Regions from separate parts of the Ovis aries genome. Here region 2 is linked to region 1. A link is a contact called in public Hi-C data. All regions are on one chromosome and are shown on one strand. The core of a region is the stretch at or near the end of the contact, and the rest is flanking DNA. Distances in the headings are between cores, read along the strand shown. Region 1 has its middle 26 kb from the start of CST3. Region 2 holds the start of ACSS1 (acyl-CoA synthetase short chain family member 1).

Evidence for each region. Hi-C and Micro-C count contacts between places; a contact is called where the count stands out from the background.
Region 2: a contact with region 1 is called in a Hi-C map of hypothalamus, with 7 times the contacts expected there. The contact joins the promoter of ACSS1 here to the enhancer-like site in region 1. A contact is called at or near these places in 11 of 16 Hi-C or Micro-C datasets (blood, hypothalamus, liver and 5 more).

Annotation. Positions count from the first base shown.
Region 1 is chr13:41,775,462-41,780,193 of ARS-UI_Ramb_v3.0, reverse strand. No RefSeq gene overlaps it. Among named protein-coding and RNA genes, the nearest start is that of CST3, 26 kb to the right of the region's middle. Within about 2 kb of position 3,058, at least 16 of the 54 cell types and tissues checked have an H3K27ac peak or open chromatin away from gene starts, as enhancers often do. A contact at or near this core is called in hypothalamus, where this site is marked.
Region 2 is chr13:42,227,187-42,232,168 of ARS-UI_Ramb_v3.0, reverse strand. ACSS1 (acyl-CoA synthetase short chain family member 1) reads left to right here and starts at 2,089. Exons shown (of 13, transcript XM_042229650.1): 1 at 2,089-2,413. The coding sequence starts at 2,122.

The DNA.
Region 1 (4,732 bases), core at 1,809-4,308:
AGAGGCACCGAGAGCCCAAGGGGGGCTCTGCCCTGGGCTGTGCTTACCCTGGATCCCAAATAGAGAGGCCTCAGACACCACCCCCTGAAGTGTCGACAGATGGCACATGTCATCTCTTCTGCTCTGTTGGCCAAAGCCAGTCTCATGACTATGCCTGGTGCACAAGAAGGGGCAGCATGATGCCCTCTGGTTCTCGTGGGAAGATGCAGGAGCATCCAGAGGGCAGCCCTAATAGCCAGTGGGATGCCCACCTAAATGTCCCTGGTGGTATCCCCAGCCACAAAGGCAGGGCAGGGCCTCAAAGCCACTTTGCCCTGATCATCGATCCCCCATCCCCAGTCAATATTGACATCAAAACCCCGTGCTTGGGGTCTGATGCTATTCAGGATTCTAAAAATTCCTTAAATAGAAAGAAAAGCATGCTACCCCATCTGTGTGATGATTGAGGGCAATGTGGACAGAGCACCCAGATGACTGCTCACACTTTCCCTCCAGCTCAGCCAAGCTCACCGGGAGAACCACAGGGCCGCCTGTCCAAGCCCCACCTGGTGCAGCCTTTTGCTGCATTGAGCTCTGGCCTGAATCCTTGTTTATCCAGAAAGAGAATAAGTGTCCCACCACCTGTGATTCATTTTCATTTTTTACCTTATTTTCCTTCTGGGCCTTCAGTCTGCTCATTACCTTTTCTTTCGCCTCCACTTCCCTGTTATGCATTTTAATTTTTCTGGGTGATTTTTTAAATTGCACAAAGCAATTTTGCTTTTTGTTCTTGCAGCTTCTATAAAGCATTTCTCTCTTTTAATTATTCAAGCACATTCCTCCATAAATTACAGTTTCTGAGTTTCTGGATGTTTCATGCCTGTCATAACAGGTCTGTACTAGATACACGATCGGGTGGTGGAGATATTAATCAAGGAGAAGAGTCTTCAGCCCTCCGCGAGCCTTTGGCCTTGATGGAAGATGAGTGCTGAGTGAGCAAATGGAAATCAGAGATAAGATGGGTGCTGGCAAGCAAGCGGGGGGCACTAAACCCACACAGAAGGTAGGGGAAGGACGGGTGCCATGCAGCGGTGGCAGACGCTGCCCACTCACCCTTGGTCTTCCTGCCTTAGCGCCTCCTGCGTACCTCCCAGCTGCCAGCCTCCTCTATACTTCGCCTCTGCTGGTGTCCAGGAGATTAACCAGGAGACTAACACCCCAGAGGGACCCCTCAGTACCATCTCCCAGAAATTCCTGACAGTCCACACTCTCCTCTTCCCTGACGCTTCCCCACCCTCCCAAAAAATGTTTCCTGGGATTGTTGCTCAGTTGCTAAATCATGTCTGACTCTCCATGACCCCATGGACTGCAGCACACCAGGCCTCCCTGTCCTTTACTATCTTCTGGGGTTTACTCAAATTCATGTTCATTGAGTCTGTGATGCCATCCAACCATCTCATCCTCTGTCACCCCCTTCTCCTCCTGACTTCAATCTTTCCTGAGGTTGCCCCCCCACCAGAAACCACCTACAGTTACTCATCTGCTTCTTGGCAGCCCAACCTGGATGGTCGCTTTCACAAAAAAAGGAAAACTGCTGAATCACCAAAGGTGGGGAGACATCAGTGAGGCAGCTTAAGGGGAAGGGAGCTCCCAGCAGAAGGAGGGTCTGGGCCCAGACACATTCATGGAAGGGTCTATCACCCTGGAGTTGCAAAGGGAAGCACCCACTGAGCTGCAGCTCGAAAGCAGCTTAGCTATGGCCCATGTGTGCATGTGAGCTCAGTGGCTTCAGTCCTGTCTGACTCTTTGCGACCCTGTGAACTGTAGCCCGCCAGGCTCCTCTGTCTATGGGATTCTCCAAGCAAGAATACTGGAGTGCGTTGCCATGCCCTCCTCCAGGGGATCTTCCTGACCCAGGGATTGAACCCGTGTCTCTTACGTCTTCTGCAGGGGCAGGAGGGTTCTTTACCACTGGCGCACTATGGGAAGCCCAGAATCTGTCAAACACCCAAAGGACTTCGAGACTGCAGACAGCTCCCTTCAGAGCACAAGCATGGACTTGGATTCATAAAAGTGACAGTTACCCAGTCTCGTCTGACTCTTTGCAACCCCATGGACTATATAGTCTATGGACTTCTCCAGGCCAGAACACTGGAGTGGGTAGCCTTTCCCTTCTCCAGGGCATCTTCCCAACCCAGGGATCTAACCCAGGTCTCCCACATTGCAGGTGGATTCTTTACCAACTGAGCCACAAGGGAAGCCCCTTGGATCCAGAACCCGTGGGCTAAAAATACCGGTTCTGCCGTTCACAAGCTGCGTGACCCTGAGATACTCTTCTAACCTCTCTGTGCCTCGGCTTCCTCATCCATAAGGTGGAAAGAGTCCCACTACCTACTGAATGGCTTTGGTGAGGCTAAAGGGAATTGCTGAGCGTCATGATCCCCGTTGGTGGGTGGTGGTGGTACGAGTAGCAGCTATTTTCTGTTTGTGATGATTTCAGTGGCCTCTGAGATTCAAATTGCATAGGGAAGGAGACTCAATGCCTGCTCTCCAGGAGCCCATGGCCACATGAGGCAGAAATACATGTACAGGTAGAAATGACCCACGAGGAGGATGGGGAACGCCCTAGTGACTCAGAAGGGCTGGAGGGCTAGAGAGAGGACGCACAACTCTGGCCGGTGGACCATGTGGACCCAAACTTGAAGGACAACTTACTCACCATGGCCTGCTCCCGTGAGCAGGACCCCTGGTCTGTTCGGGGTGGTTGCCCTGCAGACGTCTGCACGGGCCGCAGAGCAGGACGGTGGGGGCCTGCTGCCCCCTACTGGCAATTGCTCTGCTCAGTACAATCCACCAACCTTTCCAGATCCTGGTGGCTCAGCGAGCGCAGAACCCAGGAGGCGGGTCTCCAGAAGCCAAGGTAGCAATCTTGGGGGGTCGGGGCGGCAGGGGGCGGGGTGGAAATCAGCTTGCAAAGCTCTCCCCCAGGTCGGACCCTCAGTCACCCTGGAGACACCCTCAGAGTGTTCTGCATGCGGTGACGCTGGAATAAGAAGCAGAAGGGGAAGGATGACTCATCGGCGGGTGAAGGGCCCCCTCTAGTGGTCACTGTGGTCCAGGGGCGGATGCGATCTGAACCTCAGACTCTGCCAGCTCAGGGGTCAGCAGGACTCACGGGGTAGGTGGCCGAGGCCCTGAGCCTGCGCTGAGGTGCTCCCGGAGAAGGAGGGTCCTCTTTCTGGCGTCTCAGCAGATCATCCTCGTCACTGTGGGTGGGGTTGCCTCACCCCTCCCGCGTGCCCCCCAGGCACCCTCCCTCTCTCTGAGCCCTGAAGGGCCACCCTCCCTGGCCGCCCTCCATGAAGCCCTGAGTGCCCCCAGACTCCCTCCATGCCACGGTTCCTGTAACCAACGCCTTGGTAAATACACAGCTCCTAAGCCACCGCCTGAAGAAGGTTGGGACCAGCTAGGGATGAGGGATAAGTCCCGCCAGCTTCCAAACCCATGATGGTCTCCCGTGGAGCCGGGGGTGGGGCTGGTGGGGGCAAGGCTGTGACCGCAGAGAAGGTTCAGGGCAGGGGACTGAGAAGGGGAGGGTCCCCAGCTTCTGCCTCACCCCATCCTGCACCTCCCTCTGCCAGGGGATGGAGATGGGCTTGCTGTCTCCCATCTCTGTTCTTCTGTGTCCTCCTGGGTTTTTGCCACAAGACTCACACCCGGGATGTGGCTGACTTCCAGAGCACAGAGCTTCATGGCCCAGGGTCGACTGGGGGCAGAGCAGGAAGCTAGGTGAAGAACTTGGTAATTAATGAATCACAAAATTGAGGGTTGCAGGGACTTTCCTAGACCATGCCCTTTAGTCTCTCCATTTCTGAGAGAAGGAAGCTGGGGCCCTGGGGAGAGAAGTTGCCACCTTGGAGAGGCCCATTTAGGAGCTGTGACTTCCCAGACCCGCTGGGGTCAGGCAGAGAGGGGGGTGGGGAGGAAAACAGCCTGTTAATATTAATAGACGTTCAGCTTCTGTGAGGTCATAGCTTCTTGGGAACATGCGTGCACTGACACACCCATTCTAGGGAAAGGCTTTCTCCAGGATGCAGTGGGGGTGAATAGGATTAATGGACAGTTGCCTCCCTGGCTGAAATACACATCCACGCCCTCTGCCCAGAGTAAGCCCCTCCCTCTAGACAATGCAGACATAAGCCCCACGCCATTGCCTTTGGGCCAACTGAATGTGAGCGGCTGAGACAGGTGCATGTGTGATGTGACTGGTCCTCCTGCCTGACTCAAAGCCCCAATAAGAAGAGGCTGAACCCAACAGCTCCTGCCCCCTGTGCTCGGCCACACCATGAAAACATGAGCCCCTCAGGCTGCAAACGCAAGAGCCTGCAAGGAAGCGTGTGGCTGTAAACCCCTGAGCTGTGAGGTTGTGTACATGCTAAGTCGCTTCAGTCCTGTCCAGTTTTTTGTGACCCTGTGAACTGTAGCCCACCAGGCTTCTCTGTCCATGGGATTCTCTAGGCAAGAATACCAGAGCGGGTTGCCGTGCCCTCCTCCAAGGGATCTTACCAACCCAGGGGTCAAACCGATGTCTCCTGCATTGTAGGTGGATTCTTTACCACTGAGCCATGACGGAAACCCTGAGATGTGAGGCCTTTGCTGTGCAAAACACTATACATGATTCAGCCCACATTCTACATTGCGTCATCTATGAGCTTTTCTTTTCCTGGCCCCCATAACAACTCACATTCCACAA
Region 2 (4,982 bases), core at 840-3,339, 450 kb before region 1:
TGTTTGTTTTGGTGGAGGTTTATAGGAACATCATGACTTGACCATGAGCTGTCCTCAAGAATAAAGGTTCTGACAACATGAAGTCTGCAACAGCTACCCCACCTCTACCTTTCCCAGAAAAGGGCTTTGCTGAAAAGTTTTGGGGAGTTTAGGGTTTTTAAGGCATGAGCCTCCTCCCTCCTTGCAGGGCCCTGCAATAAACCTTTCTCTGCTCCAGACTCAGGTGTTTTGGTGTTGGTTGGCCTTATGTGGACTTGAGTTTGGTAACATTCTCTGCAGGGGTCTCTAGGGCCTGCTTCTGTGGCCTCTCAGGGCCTGGGCTGGGATAGTCGGAGCAGCATTGCTTATCCACTTGTGGGGAACAGATCCTTCCTCTTGAGGGGGAGCCTCTCATCTATAGAGCAAATGCCTGGGAGTTTTCACCCACTGCTCCAGCATCTGTAGTCATCTTTGGGACCCCCGGCCACACTTACGGTCTTTCTGTATTTCAGTTTTATTATTTATTCTATTAAAAATGGTGATTCGGGGAATTTCCTGGCAGTCCAGTGGTTAGGAATCTGTGCTCTCACTGCATAGGGCCCAGGTTCAATCCCTGATTGGGGAACTAAAATCCTGCATGCTGTGTGGTGAGGCTTAAAAAAAGAAAAAAGTGATTCAGGCCAAGTGGTGAAGCAGAAATTGAGGCGGGAGTGGGGTTGCTGCCCAGCACGTGTTTATTTCTTAGGGCTCAGCGTCCTCATATGTTCCACTTGGGAGCTGAGAGTGGGCATGACTTGATAGCACCAGATAACTTTTAAATTAAGTAGAAAAATGCAGGTCAAGCACTTGGCACAGAGCAGCGCCCATGTGTAAGTGCTAACTGTTCTCATTGGACCCCAGCACCCGCAGCCTTAAAAAGCAGGCACCATGTGCAAGCAGGCAAGTGCACGCAGGCGCACAGGAGAGGGGGCACACACACACACACACACACACACACACTGGGGCTGACAGCAGAAGTTCCTCTTACAGCTAATGGGCTGGAACTCAACCAACCAACTTTCAAAATTCCCCTCTCCCTTCTGTTTATCTTATTTATTATGTGTTTAGTTTGTGGGTGTTGTGATATTCGAGTCTGGCTGAGGCAAGTTTCTGTGGGTTCCCTTCTATCTTTCCTGGCTTGATAACTGGGACATAGCCTCCATTCCCGGGCTTCCTGGGTACAGCTGGGGGAGAGAGATATCATGCGTTTCCCCCTCCCCAGGGCTGCATAAGAATAAATGAGTTGGTGTCTGAAACTTGCAGTCTGGGAGGGACACCCAGGGAGCTCAGTAGCCGGGGTGGTGTAGGCACAGAGACCTTTAAGGAACTCACCCGAGGTCAGAGAGCTAGAAACGTCAGGTTTTGAACCCAGGACACAGAAGCTGTAGCAGCAGGCCGAAACCCCCGGGCGTTTGCTTCGTTGCCACAGGAATGCGGTGGACCCTAGACCACCTCCCTGGGTACCCCCACGGCCTCTTGGGTAGAGGACCCCACTTAGTCCACGGAGCAGGGGTGCTGCTTGTGTGTGTATATTTTGGCCGGGGTCCGGTGCAGGCAGACCTGCGTGTTCCTTTTCCAGGGCGCACGAAGAGACGAACGCCTTCGGCCTCTGAGATGCTGAATGGACCTAACTGGTGGTTCGCTGGCTCCGTGATCGCTCCCGCACTCGGAAGAGCCTGCGTCCCCGGGTTCCCCATCTTTGCGGTTCCCCGCGCCGCGTAGCCGTCGGAGCTGGAGGACGCACCGGTTCAAGCGCCGGCAGCCCGCCCCGGGACCCCGTACCCTGCGCTCCGGGAGGCCCCCCTTCCCCAGCTGCTCCCCCTCCTTTGGCGCTCAGCTCTGGAGCGCAAGCTGAGGGATTGGGAGGGGCGGGGCGGGGGCGGTGCCTGAGGGCGGGCCCGGGGCGCTGGCCGGAGGGGCGGGGCGGGGGCGGAGCCAGGGAGGGGCGCGAGCGCGCGAGGACTGGGAGAGGGAGCGGGATTGGGCGAGGGCCGGGGCGTTGGCAGGAGGGCGGGGCCTGGGGCGGGGCGGGGCCGGGGCGGGGCGCGGGCACGCGGGCGCCCGGTTGCCACAGGGCTCTGAGGCGCGGGACTCTGAGGCGCGATGGCGGCGCGCTGCTTGGGCCGCGGCGTCGGGCGGCTACTGGGGGGCCTCCGCGGGGTGGGGGTGCGGGCGCTGGCGGCCCCGCGGCTCTGGAGCAGCGCCTCCGCCCCCGCAGCGCCGCCCGGCTCCTACCAAGAGCGAATCAAGCTGGCAGCTCGCGAGCCCGCCGCCTTCTGGGGGCCGCTGGCGCGGGACGCTCTCGTGTGGGACACCCCCTACCACACGGTGAGCGACTGCGACTTCCGCAGCGGCAGGATCAGCTGGTTCCTGGGAGGCCAGTTAAACGTGTCTGGTGAGTGGGCCTGGGGACCGGGGCGCCCCAGCTCGCGCGCCCAGGGGACCCCGAGCCCGGCGTGCGGCGGCTCCACACGCTCCCTCCTCGGCGCTCCGGCATCGCTCCCCGGCAAGCGACGCGGCCACCCCCCCCCCCCCCCCCCGCCGGCCCGGCCCCGACTCCTCGGTCGTGGCTCGCGCTCCCCGGCGCCCCCCCCCCCCGCCCCGAGTCTAACGGTGGCCCCCACCGGCCCTAACACCGAGCGTGCCGCACGGGGGGTGGAAGGCAAGGGGCGCGCCAGGAGCAGGACTTCCCGCCCCCGGGGCCGGCCGGCGACAGAACCGAAAAGCTTCTGGCCGTTGTTACCGCCAGGTGCCGGCCGGCGACCCGCCTGGGGAGCAGCCCTGCCCATGTAAACAAACGGGGCTTCGCCGGGTGGCGGGGAGGAGGAAGCCGCCCCGGCAGCCGGAGTCAGCCCGCGGGCGGGCGGGCGGGCGGGAAGGAAGCAGCAGTGGGACCTACCCGCTCTCAGTTTCACCTTCACCCCGAAGACCCAGGGGGCCGGTCTTCCGAGGTCTCAGAAGCCAGCTCCATCGCCAGTCTGACCTCTCTGGCCCCTACTGGAGATTGAATCCCCTACGGTTCTGTCCAGACTTGGGACTGGGGTTCACACTGCCAGCCATGCCCCTGCCCGCCAGGGGCAAAAGGCCCAGCAACTAAGGGAAGAAGGAGGCAGGCTAGGCCTGGAGTGTGAGCAGCCAGATGCGGGGGCGGTCAGAGGGGCTGCCTGTCAAGGAGGAAGTGGGTAATGGGATAGATGGGAGTCTAGGGGCTGTTTAAGGAAAGGTCTTCCTGACCAAGGCCTGAACTGGGCAGTGGGGTCTAAGTGTCCAGGTTCCACTTCTTTACTGGTCCAGTTTTTCTGTTCCTCTGAGTTTCAGCATTCTCCTGTGTAGACTGCTGCTGCTAAGTTGCTTCAGTCGTGTCTGACCCTGTGAGACCCCATAGACGGCAACCCACCAGGCTCCCCCATCCCTGGGATTCTCCAGGCAAGAACACTAGAGTGGGTTGCCATTTCCTTCTCCAATGCATGAAAGTGAAAAGTGAAAGTGAAGTCGCTCAGTCGTGTCTGACTCTTAGCGACCCCATGGACTGCAGCCTACCAGGCTCCTCTGTCCATGGGATTTTCCAGGCAAGAGTACTGGAGTGGGGGCCATTGCCTTCTCTGCCTGTGTAGACTAGAGGGCACAATACCCACCTGAGGGGCTGGGTTGTGATGACCAGGCACACAGGGTATGGAACAGGCCCAGTACTTACTAGTGAGCAATAAGTGGTAGTGATTTTGACTCGTGAAATTTAGAAGTAGCCAGAGTTACAGGTAGTTTCTTGCGGTTATTTTTCAAGCAAAGATATTTAAAGGAACTTTGGACCAGACTTTTTTTTTTTTTATATTGTATATTGCTTTGCTGGTTTAATAAAAATGACTCAGTAGATAAGTGTCTTCTCTAAAATTGAGTCAGCACAAAGTGTCCTTGGACTAGTGGGAGAAAAACTAAACCCTTAGGTTTGCAGGGTTGGTGGAATGCACCCTGGATCGAGAGAGCTGCGTGCAGGGGGAAGGGGTGGAAGGTTGCAATTCCTTTAGAAGCTGCCTTGGACTTGGGAGACCTGAGGCTGCCAGGGACATTCAAGGTGAACACGTGCCACCTTTCACTCTCAGATAAGAAGCGGGGAGTGGTGGTGGTGGTGTAATGACAGATCCGGTGCGACGGGCAGCCAGGGCCTTGTGAGCCCTACTCGGTCAGGTTCAAGGTCAGGGTTAGGGTGTACAGCAAGACACTCTTTGGCCTCTTTTTCTTCATTTATTTCTCCTTTATGGTTACCTTAGCCAGAAACTGAACTTCAGAAAACTGCCTTGTAGAAAAACAGCATTTCAGCCACATTCTCTCATCAAATGTGTATGTGTTGCACTCATCTGTCAGAAATATCTCTGATGGTCGCCAGTGTCTGCAAATCAGAGGTGATCATATGAAAAAGGACCAGACCAAGTTATGGCTATCCTGGGAGCCACTAGAAAGTTGTGGGCTGGGGTGGAAGGGGGTGTGTTTTGGCATGCTCTGTCTGTCTGTGTGATGGTCATGTGATGTTGGCTTATTCCAAAGGAGCATCACTTAAAACTCCATTTGCTCCTTCAGGAAGGTCTGTATGTACAGTTCTCAAAGTGTGGTCCCTGGACCAGCAGCATCGGCAAGACCTGTGAACTTTGTAGAAACATCCTAGATGGCCAGAGCCAGGAACCTGGGGGTGGATCCTCCAGGTGATCCTGATACACACTTAAGGTTGAGAACCACTGACCTGTGTCCAACCAGGGCAGGTGGGGCACCACTTAATGGGTGGATTGGGATGAATGCCAATCTGTCTCTCTCAAACAAACAAAGAGTCTGTGGGTGGTACCATACACTTCAGTGGTGCTGGGTGTGTTTTTGGAATCATACCTGAGTTTGAATACTTGTTTTCCCCTGATCACTTTTTTTTTCTTTCTATCTAAAGTCTTGCCAAGTGCTTAATTTTTTAAAATTCATTTTTT